Regions from separate parts of the Ovis aries genome. Here region 2 is linked to region 1. Evidence: chromatin contacts called from public Hi-C data. All regions are on one chromosome and are shown on one strand. Each heading gives the region's core, a stretch centred on a gene start, on an enhancer-like site or on the middle of the called end of the contact. The rest is flanking DNA. Distances are from core to core; before and after follow the strand shown.

Region 1 (6,164 bases), core at 2,080-4,579:
CCAACCCAAGGATCGAACTGCATGTCTTGTGTCATCTGCATCGGTAGGTGGGTTCTTTACCACTGGTGCCGCCTGGGAAGCCCCAAATGTGTGTGTGTCTGTGTGTGTGTGTGTATTTGAAACTTCTGTACATTTTTAGGACTTCCCTGTAGCTCAAATGATAGAGAATCTGCCTGCAATGCAGGAGACCCAGGTTCAATCCCTGGGTTGGGAAAATCCTCTGGAGAAAGGAATGGCAATCCACTCCAGTACTCTTGCCTGGAGAATCCCATGGACAGAGGAGCGTGGCGGGCTACAGCCCATGGGGTCGCAAAGAGCTGGACATGACTGAGCACCCAACTGCTACTACTACTCTGTACTGTTTTCTATTGAGCTTCACCGTTCTGTATCCCCACCAATAATATACAGGTGTTACAACTTCTCTGCAGCCTCGCCAGCACTGCTGCTGCTGCTGCTAAGTAGCTTCAGTCATGTCCAACTCTGTGTGACCCCATAGATGGCAGCCCACCAGGCTCCCCCGTCCCTGGGATTCTCCAGGCAAGAACACTGGAGCAGGTTGCCATTTCCTTCTCCAATGCATGAAAGTGAAGTCGCTCAGTCGTGTCCGACTCTTCGCGACTCCATGGACTGCAGCCTACCAGGCTTCTCCATCCATGGGATTTTCCAGGCAAGAGTACTGGAGTGGGGTGCCATCGCCTTCTCCGTCGCCAGCACTAGTCTTTGGTTTTTCTTTGATACTAGTCATCATGACTGGTGTGTCATGTTAATCCCATTGTGGTTCTGATTTTCATTTCTCTGATGATTAGTGGTATTGAGCATTTTTTTCATATACATGCTGGCCATAAAGTTATGTTAAGTGAAATAAGCCAGTCACAGAAAGACAAATACAACATGTTTCTCTTAATATGAAGTGCCTAAAATAGTTGAGTTTATAGAATCAGAGTGGAGTGATGGTTGCCAGGAGCTCAGAGGAAAAGGAAAAAGGGAGTTAGTTACTAGTCAACCAGCATGCAGGATCTATCAGTCAAGAAAGACGAATAAGCTCTAGAGACCTGCTGTACAACATTATACCAATAGTCAACAATAATGTATAAAGTGTAATAATAATATGTAATAAAGTGTATAAAATGTAATAATATACTTAAAAGTTTGTTAAGATGTTATATCTTGTGTTAAATGTTCTCACAACAAGAAAGTTTTTTTTTTTTTAACTCTAAAGTAAAAATGGTCTGAAAAGTTGGGAAGGTCTGACATTGTTTCTAAATTTGTGAAAAAATATGTTCCAATATGGCTATTCAGATTATCCTCACAGAACTGGTCAGTTCTTAAGGTTGATATGATATAAGCCTAATAATGCCTTTTTGAATTAGATATAGTACTGGCTCATGACCTTTTGATAATGCTAAAATAAGAAATTCATCAATAAGAAGTAAATGGATAGGAGGAAGAAAAGGTATTGACATGATACATTATTTTGTACAGATTGATCAGTAACAGAACCCTGGTACCTTCCTAGGTAAGCACCCAAACAGTCTTCTGACATCATTTCTAGAATAAGATGGTCTCACTAAACCCCAGATTTGGCTCTCCAGGAAGCTTCTATCTTAAACTAAATCCTACTCAATAGAAAATAGATTTTGATTTAATATCCTTGAACTGATGAGTTTGCATGGATTATTGTATGATTTGAACAATAAATAAAAGTTATCTCCATCATACATATAGCTGGAACTGAATCAGTAAAAGACTTAAAATTAATAGCTCAGTGGAGTAGTAAATGCCAAGTCTCTGATTTATACTCTGTTATTGAAGTAGCAGAAATAGAAGGGAACTTCTCTTTGGAAATGCCCAAAATCACGATTCCTGAACCATTTATGCTAATATTGTTGAGGTCTTTGTTTTGGAGCCATCTGATGAGAAAAGCTACCTTGGAAGGAATTTCTTTAATTTCTTCAATGACTAAGTTCATTTGGAAGAAGTAGTTTCATTTATACCAAGTGTATTAGTGAACAGTGTTACAAAAGAATCCTACTATTAAAGGGAGCATTTTAAAGCCCACTTTCCCTATGAAGTCACATCCATCAAGATCATGTCTTGGTATCTCTAGATTTTCCCACAGGCCTGGTACCTAATAAAGATCATGATTGTCTCCAGAAGGAATCATCTTTAGATGATGAAGGTGTTCACAGGGTAAAAGTTTCTAACTACAATTTATACTTCATCTTATGGGGATACTAAGAACCATATGGGCTTCCCTGGTGGCTCAGATGGGAAAGAATCTACCTGCAATGCAGGAGACAAGGGTTCCATCCCTGGCCTGGGAAGATCCCCTGAAGAAGGGAATAGCAACTCCCTCCAGTATTCTTGCCTAGAAAATCCCATGGATGGAGGAGCCTGGTGGGCTACAGTCCATGGGGTCACAAAGAGTCAGATATAACTGAGTGACTATAAAACAAACACAAACAAACCATACATCTAGAAAATGCCTATTCCATTCGCTTTTCCATACCTGGCCCCAGGCTCCTCCCTTGTGACCCCCTCATTGGCATCCAGAGCCATCATGGTGAAGAGGAAGGAGGCCACAGATTAACCTGCATTTAAGAATATGCCTATCCAGTCAGCCACTTTTGAGACAAGAGGTATCTGTAAAAGATTGCCTGTCCTCTGCCATAGAAATGCTGTTGACGAAAGAGAGAATCAAATAAAAAAAAAGAGAATGAAATGAAAATCTGTGATCCAGTTGCTTTTGAAGATGAAGGAATGCTTGCTGGCATTAACATTTTACAAAACCAATGAGAAGTCCCTAGAATTAATTTTATCTAAAATCTAGTCCCAAATTTGGAATTGAATGCTAATCGAAAAAGTTATATTAAATGACTATTTCCAAAATAATTTCAGAATGACGTGGACATTTCCACATGCCTAATATGGCAGCATCTCCCAAGGGCCCTCAGAGCTGAGTGGCCTTGGAATTGTGTAGTGAGACTAGAGCAGCCCCTAGAGATGTCCAGACTAGGATTAGTCAGAATCTAATCCAGGCTTGGCTGGCCCTGGAGATTCAGAGGGGTCACAGGGAATCCTGCGTCTCTGGTAGAATAATGTTTGCCTTGTCAGGCAGTGTGTAAAAAACTATTGGCATGCAGGGTTACAGATAAATGCCAAGAGCCAGAAAGTTTGGGTTATGATGGTTATGAACAAAGGAAAGTATTTACAATATCCCTTTTTCCCCAAAATAGATTCTAAACACTCTACAAGCACAATGGAATGCATCCATTCATTTCTAAATGGGTCGTCTCCTACCCCCATGTTTAGGTCATAGCTATTTCTAGACTTTCATGTGACAAGACCTTCACAGACCAAATTCAGTAGTGTCACCTTCTGAACCAAGTAGCTGCATATACTGTGGTTTTCCCTTGTTTATTTTGCCTTGTTTTGTTTTACACAGCCTGTATCACTAGTGTCCCAATCAAGGTCAGCAGATTGAATTCAACCCCATTCATTTAAACGAGCGATAGATTCATGCCAGCACCATGATCTCACCACCCTGAGTAGCAGAATGTGGCCATGCAGTGAGCTGAAGTCAGTCTTCCAGACGCAAGTGTTCAGTGTGACCCTGAAACCACACCTGGAAGACAGGATGGTGTCGTCATACCAGCATGCATTCTGACTTCAGCTTCATTTATTAAGGGCAACATGTATCCGGAGGTGAAAGAAAAACTTGAAATGGTTGATGTATTGTTATAATTGAGGAAGTGCCAGTAATTCAGATAAACGATATCAATGGAGAAGATTCATCCAAACACCAGCGTGGAATTTCCTGATATTTGCTGCCAATTTGCTATCAAGTAGATGGTTAGGAAGTCTCAGGTGGATGCTAATCACACAAGGGCCAAAAAGAATCTTATTATGAGGGTGGAGGTCAGCGATGAACATTGTGATATGACGTCATATGCCTTGCAGCGCAGCTCTTTGCAATGTGCCAGGTTGGAGATCAGTGTGCAGGCAATGTTGAATGTTCCCTGTGAGTGAAACTCCGGGGAGGAGAGAGTGGCAAGTTCCCCTCGTCGCCAGGTGAACTCTGATACACATAAACAGATTATCTCTCTTCTCTCTCTCTCACACACACAGCCTTCCTCTCTCCAATTATATGTCCCCTTAAAGATGTTCATTATAGCAGTCACAGTGGAAGGAAAAGAAAACTCTTGCCAACTTGTAACCATCAGACCTGCCTGCTAGTGCAGCTGTTTACAAGACTATGAAGAGGTACTCAAGCAATGAAGGGGCACCCAGAGAGGAAGGAGACTGTACCATCTTGTAACGACTACAGCTGAAGAGAGCAGAATTGTAACTGGCATTTCTTAAAATTGTATTATGTCTGCTGAGTGTTTTATATACATTTTCTTAGTTAATTATGAATGATATCAGTGTCTTAAGGTAGGGACTGTATTTCCATTTTACAGATGAAGAAACTGAGGCTGAGATGTTTAATGACACTCACAAATCCCACTCTAAACCACTGTGTAATATAAGCCAAAATAGGAGTGTATAGAATGGCAACTTGTTGTTCTGTACCAAATGCAGTCTGTACTTATATATGTATGAATATGAATGGCTTATCATATGTTAGGCCTGAGCATGCCCAAGATCCCATAGATGGACACTTGCACACTCTTACACTGGTGGTCCTGTTACCAAATATTTTGACCTTGTGGTAGCCTCTGGTCATATTCTAATATTTTTAGCTAAAGTTATAATAAAGAAATCTTTCTACTTCAAAATAGCCTTGCAGATCAAACTCTGGACAATCTGAAATGTCACTTCCCTGTTTGGCGAGGGTTAAATGGTTGTCTCAGGCCAGTGTTTAGTTCACATTCTATAAATGGCTCTTACTCCTTGATCTGAGTCACTGTATGTATTACAGCAAAGTCACTTACAGATCAATTTATTTTTAGCATCTTAAAGAAACAGATTCAACAGGGAGTGTTTGTCAGACCACAGGGTAACTCGAAGGAAAACTTATCTTGGTGAGGAACTTTCTTTCTTCTTGATTCCTCTGCCTACAGCTCTCTGCTTGTGCTAGGCCTTTGCATATTGTATTAAAATGTTTTAAATTATTTAAATAGTAGACTGGCAGAACTTTATGCCAATATCTTACATAGTAGAGAAGTTTTGTGATGTGCAAGTGGCAGAGCCTTTTGCATTTTAAGGAAAAGAATGTTGGGAAATAAAGAGTACAATTACCTACCTTTCAACTTTGTAATAGAAATTTTCTCTAAGGTGAAAACCCAGGAATATGACTAAGCACAATGATGGTAATGATAATGGTGATGATGCTGGTGATGGTGATGAGGGTAGTGAGTGAGGACGTTGATAAGCACCACCACCTTTAGGAGAGATTCTGGATCCATCCATTAAATAAATACGGCATGCTGCCCTCTACAGGTATGCAGTCTAAACCATATAGTATTAAAATCGCACAAATGGGTAAAGCAATCTCAATTACACAGACCAGTGAATACATGCAAGCTGAATATTAAAGCCAGTGAAATAAGTAAAACCTTTATGCTCTACAGGTCTAATTTGTATAAATTCTGAAGCCAAAGAAGAAGCAAGGATTTAGTAATTCATTTATTTTACATTTCTCTTCTGAGTTTTTGAATGTGTGTATATGAGGCCAATGGCAGAAGCAAGAAAGACCAACTGGGAGTTCATGGACACTTGAAAAAGTGTCTGCTATCATAATTTTCTGCTGACAGTTGAAAAAGCTAATTGTCCTCTGGTTTGGTTAAGACATGTTATTTATGGATAAGGTATTTAATGGTAGTTAATGAACAATTAATGAATAACAATAGGTCTAGAAACATTACATTTGTTTGTATTTCAAAAAGTTTGGCTTTTATATCACATTCAACCAACATTTTTAGAAACTAACAGGCTTTGGGGAAAAAAAGAAAAAGAGGGTCTGCCTGGCTCCATCTCTACCCTTCTACTTCTGCCGCACCCCTGTCAATACTCTTGTTATTTTAGTATCTGAATTGAACATTTTCCTTAATTTACCCTTTACTCTTCCTTGCTGGGGATATGAACCAACAGAGGAAAAACTGCTAGGCAAAGAATCTTTAGAACTGATTTCTTATACTCACCTTCCACCCTTGAGTTTAGTT
Region 2 (6,164 bases), core at 1,051-3,550, 240 kb before region 1:
GTTATCACCTCACCTTTGCTTATTCAATTCTCCATTATGCACCTTTGAGCCACACCTATTAGCTGAGAAAAAAGATGAGCTCTCAGACTTCGTACTGCTTTGTCAAGCTGCATCCCTTTCCTGCCTCAAGTTTGCTCCTGATGTGGCTCACACTTTTTTCTTTTGAGAGAAGAAGTAGATACCTGCTTTACTGGTAAAGGATGTCCTGATAATTGAGTGGGAATGTGGGCAAGGTGGCTGTTGCTTCCTTCTGTCAACCCAAGTAATTGAGCTGTCATATTTAAAGTTTTATTGGTTAAGATTCAAGTTAGGACTGGAGCCCTTCTTTCGCAATTCCTTTAGGGCCACATGTGGAAGACAGCAAATAGGAAACTCAGTGATGAGTTCTGAATAAGACGGTGAGAAATCCAAAGTCAGCAGTCCCTGTGGTCTCAAGAAACACTGAAGGGAAGAGAGTTAAACACTTAAAACCAGAAAGGAAACACAAAGCTCTTCCATTTAGTGTATCAAAACCAGTTCAGAAGTATGTGACAATCCAGGCAGAGCATTACAATTTCTAGCCAGTCCAGTCACGATTCTCTGGCAAACTGCACAGTCATGGTTTTGATGCATTGGGATGAGAGGTGCTATATGAATGTCAAATGTTACATAAACGTCAGGAAAGATTATTGTTTGTTGTGTGTGTGTTAGTTACTCAGTCGTGTCCGACTCTTTGAGACTCCATGGACTATAGCTCTCCAGACTCTTTCATTCATGGGATTTTCCAGGCAAGAACACAGGAGTGGGTTGCCATTTCCTTCTCCAGGATATCTTCCCAACCCAGGGATTGAACCTGGGTCTCCCACATTGCAGGTAGACTCTTCACTTCTGAGCCACCAGGGAAGTTCAATTGTTTGTTAACAGGGGCTAAATTGTTCCTAAGCAAAGCTCCAATCCTTAGCAAAGGTTCTAACCACCAATAACCCATGAGAAGGGAAAACAACCTTGGTTCTAGAAGAGCCCAGTTGGGATTTGAGGTTTGAAAACAGGATTTGGGGTGGTGCCAGTGCCACCACTTACTCAAGCAGCTTCAGGCCAGCTCCCTAACCTTGTGGATTTTGCCTTGGCTCACCTGTAAAATGGGGATAATGATAACGCTTGCCCTCCTTGTGCTGGTTGTGAGAATCAAGGGAGTTCCACGTGGGTGTGAAGGCTTTGTACACTGTGAGCTGCGGCAGGGATGACAGTGGTGGTCTGGGGTGGCTAGGATCCACTGGAAATTACTCTATGCCTTCTCTATGAGTCTGGCTCACTGAAAGAACATCTGAATGGAAGTCAAGCCGAGGATAGTGATGGGGAGGGTGTCTTGGCTGATCCTGAAAGCTCCAGGCTCCTTCTCTCCCGGAGCTGTGGGGAAGGTACTGCAGACCAGGGGCTCTTTCCCTCCCTTTGGCTCCTGCTCTGCCACTTGTCAGCCGGGGAGCTTGGGCAAGTTACAGACGAGGCTCTGGAATGATCGCCAACGGCCCTTCCGGCTCTGACGCTGAGTCTAAATCAGGCTCATCACTTGGCTCTAGCCGTGATACACCTTTCCCTTCCAGGAGTAACTCTTTTTCCAGCTCTTAGACTCGAGAAGCAGGGGTCTTGGAAAGGGTGGGGGCAGTGTATTCCACATGAGTTTGCACAATAAAGAAGTTATTTCCTTGGAAGTGAGCTGGAGAGGGGCGGGGGCGGGAGGTGAAAAGGGGTGTCCAGTGAGTGCTCTGAAAAGCCAGGATGCAGGGAACACTGTAATGAGGTCATGACTGTCGCAGCAAAACGGAGCTGGACATCTGCTGGTGGGGGAAGGGGGAGCGTCCCGCATTTCTGTTCGGAGACAGTCTCTTCCCTGCGCTCTTCGGCACCCCTCTCCACCTCGCCCCATCCCCACACCTTTTTAAATGCTACCAGGCCCTACTCACGGGAGGGCCCGTGTCCCTGCCTCCTCCGTGGTCCTTTCTGAAACCTTGAGGATTGTTTCCAAGCTGACTCACACCACTAAAGTCAGGGAGCCGTGTCACACGGCGCTGGGCTCTGCAAGCTGTTGCTTGCGCGGTCGCCGCTGCCGCCGCCGCTTCCCCGCGGGTGCACCAGGGTCCGCTCGTGGCGCGGGAGCGGGGCGGGGCTGGGGCGGAGCCCGCCCCCTCGGCGCGACGGCCCCGCCCCTCCCTTCCTCCCTCCCCCACGGACCGCAATGATTTAGAAGTTCAGGAATCCCACGTGACGTCACCGGGGGGGTGATGTAATGCACTCTAAATAGAATGTATTGTAATCTTTGCTCAGTCCAACGTGGTCCCTTCACCCGGGCTCTGCTCTTGCCTTCTCCACACTTGTTTGGTAAGTTCCTAAAAATACGGCTAGGCCACTTCTGGGGCTTTTGCATTTAGTCACTTTTGTTGCACTTGCCGCGGGAGCCGTCTCGGGAGTGTAGTTGTTTGCAGGGGTTGGTTCTCGGCAGCAGCCGCGAGGTTACTTGGTCCAGTGGGCAGGTCGCAGGGCAAGGAGTAGGGAAGATGCGATGCATTTTCTTTTTGGAGGATGATCTGTGTTTGTAAACACTTTGACGGACCAGAGGGAAGTCAGGCCCCAAATACTGGTGGATTGTGGAATCAGCCGTGTCCTGAGGCTACCCCAGAGACCCCACGCCGTGTCCGTCCCGGAGCGCGTCTTGGTGGCCGCCGCGCCGTGCGACTGGAGGGATGCTAACGTGGAGCGAGCGCCGTGTCCGCCCCAGCGTGCGTGCGTGTGTAGGAGCGCGCGTGTGTTTCCCTGACACGGGGAACAGTTATGAATCGGGGGTGTGTGTTTGCCTCCAGAGACCTGGCAAGGTGCGGAACCCTCCAGAAGTGCGGTCAAGCGGCGGCAGAGGCGGCAGCAGCGGAGACGGCGAGACAGGAACCTCCCCCCCGCGTCCCCAACTTCCCTGTGATGCGGCGGAACCCCCGGAGAAAGTTTGCAAACTTCCAGCGGGCGCGGCGAGGACGCCGGGTCACCTAGGGGGCGGACGGGCGGGCGCACTGGGGGCTAGCTCCCTCCCGGGCCCCAAGCCTGCTGCTGCCACCTTTTGCAGGGCTGCCCACCGCAGGTGGTGGGCGCGCGCGCCAGGGAATGAGGGGGCCATCACCCTCGGAGGGCACTTGCCTTTCACTGCAGGCGTGGAAGGCTCGACAGTGGCGAGGCTCTCCTCGTCTTCACTCCTGCAGCCGCCTCTTGCCTCTGTCCGGTTCTCGTTGGCATCGTTACCTCTTCCCCGCCGCTGCCCCAAATGACAGCTCCCGCCTTCGACGCGGCTGCAGTTCTCAGAGCACGGCGGCGGAGCCTTCCTCTCCACCAGATTCTCCACGGAATAACTCAAAACTTTTCACGACGTTCTTAGAGGGGCAAGACTCACGAAGGAACCAAGGAGATGTTTTCTCCCGGCGGCTGCATCCCGCTTTTCCTTTGCCACAGATTTATTTCTGGGGTGGGGGTTGAGTATCTGGTAGATAAAGATCTTGTCCACCCTAACTTTCCCTGAACAAGTGCCGCCCCCACTTGAGACTTGTTCAAGGCCTGGAACTGAAGTGGGCTACTTGTATATTTCGTTGTCAGAGTCTACAGAGTGTTTGATTTTTATTTTTCCCTCCTTCTCTGACATGTGTCAAGGAATAAAGGCTGGATACAGGTCCATTACGTCATTCTGCAGACCAATAAGTGTTTGATTAACAGCTTCAGATACTCAAGGGTTGGGGGCCTTAGAAGTGCTGACAAGGCAAGGCTTTCCATCCCCAACCCCCAACATACTCGTACAATCTCTGATTCCCTGGGCATCGTTATTGCCCTCTCCTCCCGGATCCCTCCTTCTCCACCCGCTCTACCGCCCACACCGTTATCACTCTGGCCCCGCCTCCGCCTTTGACTGCTTTCCCTGGGGCGATCACAGTCCCTGGAGTGTGGGTGAGAGCTTCTGGTGGCTGAGGGAGCGCAGTACCTGATCGACGCACACACAATCTGCCCTTTTCTATTATTTAAGAAAGGCACCAGTGAACCCTCTTCTCCAGGGCAAACTGCTCAACTCTGATAGAAAAGGCGTCTCAGGAAATGTTTAGAGACACTATGATAGTACCGTGTCCCTGTGGTGACTTAGGAAAACAACACACTCACTGTTAAGCAAAGTACTTAATTTTACACAGCGCCTTCCTCAGACAGACCGGTTTTCCGAAGAGGGATGGCTGAGGGTGCTGACTAAATCAAATTTGGCTGGAAGGCTCGAGATTAAACGTTTCATTTCCAAAGTGAGGGAATGTAAGTCGTTGAACTCAAAATATCGTACAATAGAGTGGTGCATGGGTTACTTTTTTTCTCTTAACATTAACTTTCTGTATTTAAATAGAAAGTTAAATACGTACGTCATTGAATTGAGTCAGAATCCCCGTTTCTGGCAGTTGAATAAAAATACTGTATATGACATGTTTAAGGGATAAAAGTAAAAAGAACTCCGGGTGGGGTGGGGGTGGGGCTGCAGTGTAGCAGAAATTAAATAAAAGATTTCTTAACAGGCTTTTGAATAGAGGGGGTGCAGAAGAGCTGAGTGCTCTCTGGTTTGAAGCTGGTGAAAGCTAAATACAGGAAAATTTATATTCTGAGTATGTGGGAATTTCTTGAAGAACACATGTTTTGTTATAATCAGATCTACTTTCTTCAGAGTGAAAGCCATGCTGTAGAGTAGGCATTTGTGAAACTCATGTCTGGAGTCTAATTGACATCATTCCCCAAGTTTGTGGCAGTATTTATTATTTATTCACATCTAGAGATGAAATAGTATGACCCCACACACAATACATGTGCATCTGAAATGTTAAAACTTCTTGTTTGTGATGCATACATAGACCTAAAGGGGAAAATGGCCCGGGTCACCAGCACTGGAGAGTGTGATTAATGATCAGTGATTTAGTGATCAGTGATTAGTGGTTTTATTCAAACTGTTACCTCTGACCAGAAGCACACATCAGAGGATTAACAGGCTCTTTAGATAAATGCTCATTAGTGGAAGGGGAAAAGCACAGATAATAGGCATGCACCCAGGGACAACTTTCGAAGAAAATCATTCCCCGTCTTCAGAATAATAAGCTCTATTAACAGAAAGCCCTTTTAATTTAAAACTTGCTTTTATCTTGTAAATCAAAGTTAGATGTAAAAGTTTGTAGTGCCATTATAACCTAAATTTTCCCATATCCACTAGATGTGGATTATCTCAGTAGCGATATATTTTTTTATTTAAATAAACAATTGGACCTTTAGAGCAGCTGAACCCTGACAAGTCCTTAAGTCCCAGAGTTTGAAGGTGTCCCCCCTTTTAGAATGGAGAGTGCAGCTTGCTAACTAGATGGCGCAGTGTTATTTGGTGTTCTGTGCTGTGTCGTGCAGGAGTCTAAAGGAGCAAGTAGCTGCTTGCGAAGTGTTCTTCAACACTTCCAACAAAGTTGATTCTGTGTAGGGTTGGAGGCTAGACAGTTCTACAAGTTTTTAGTCACATTTTCCATGTCAGTTAAATCTGGGGAGTTCAAGGCTACTGGAAAAGTTAGTCTCATTACTAAAAGAAACTTAGAACCAGAAAGAAGAGGAGATTCGGGAGTCCAGGAGGTACCTGTGGATTGCAGAAGTGATTGTAAAATACCAGACCTGTTCTTTTTTTTCTTTTTTTTTTTCTTTTACTAAGAGCTGGTTTCTCAGTGTTGTGGTCTGAATTACTGAGGCAAATACTTAAAGCTTTATTTTCTTCCTAATCTTGCTGGTGAAAAAGAATTTACTAGAAAGAAAGGAAGGAAAAACTTGATTTGGTGGCTGCAGAAAGCAACACGGTGTTGATTTTATTCTACAGATAATGGTAAGATGATGTTTATTATGCTTATTAAGGAGAAAGGGAACTTTGTAGTTGGTTCCAGGAGAACCATCTTGTATTTTCATAGATGAGATTCGTAAGTGGAATTCTTATTTTACACTGACTTTTAATGTTGCTGTTGTAGTTTCCTGAGACTTGATAACATTTGATTGGAAGCTTGTGTGTGTTTGTGTGTGTGAATAAGACCATTATTTCCTGGGTAAAATAATGTTTGTGAGCATGGGCACTGCAGTAAGGGAGCTACGAAACATGTGAAATGATATGC

Evidence for each region. A called contact is a pair of places that touch in the nucleus more often than the background predicts.
Region 2: a contact with region 1 is called in a Hi-C map of muscle, with 2.7 times the contacts expected there. The contact joins the promoter of CREB5 here to the enhancer-like site in region 1. A contact is called at or near these places in 4 of 16 Hi-C or Micro-C datasets (mesenteric adipose tissue, muscle and tail adipose tissue).

Annotation. Positions count from the first base shown.
Region 1 is chr4:69,064,081-69,070,244 of ARS-UI_Ramb_v3.0, reverse strand. All of the region lies in intron 4 of CREB5 (cAMP responsive element binding protein 5), which reads left to right. Among named protein-coding and RNA genes, the nearest start is that of CREB5, 240 kb to the left of the region's middle. Within about 2 kb of position 3,329, at least 10 of the 54 cell types and tissues checked have an H3K27ac peak or open chromatin away from gene starts, as enhancers often do. A contact at or near this core is called in muscle, where this site is marked.
Region 2 is chr4:69,304,950-69,311,113 of ARS-UI_Ramb_v3.0, reverse strand. It overlaps CREB5 (cAMP responsive element binding protein 5), which reads left to right and starts at 2,300. Exons shown (of 10, transcript XM_060415034.1): 1 at 2,300-2,355.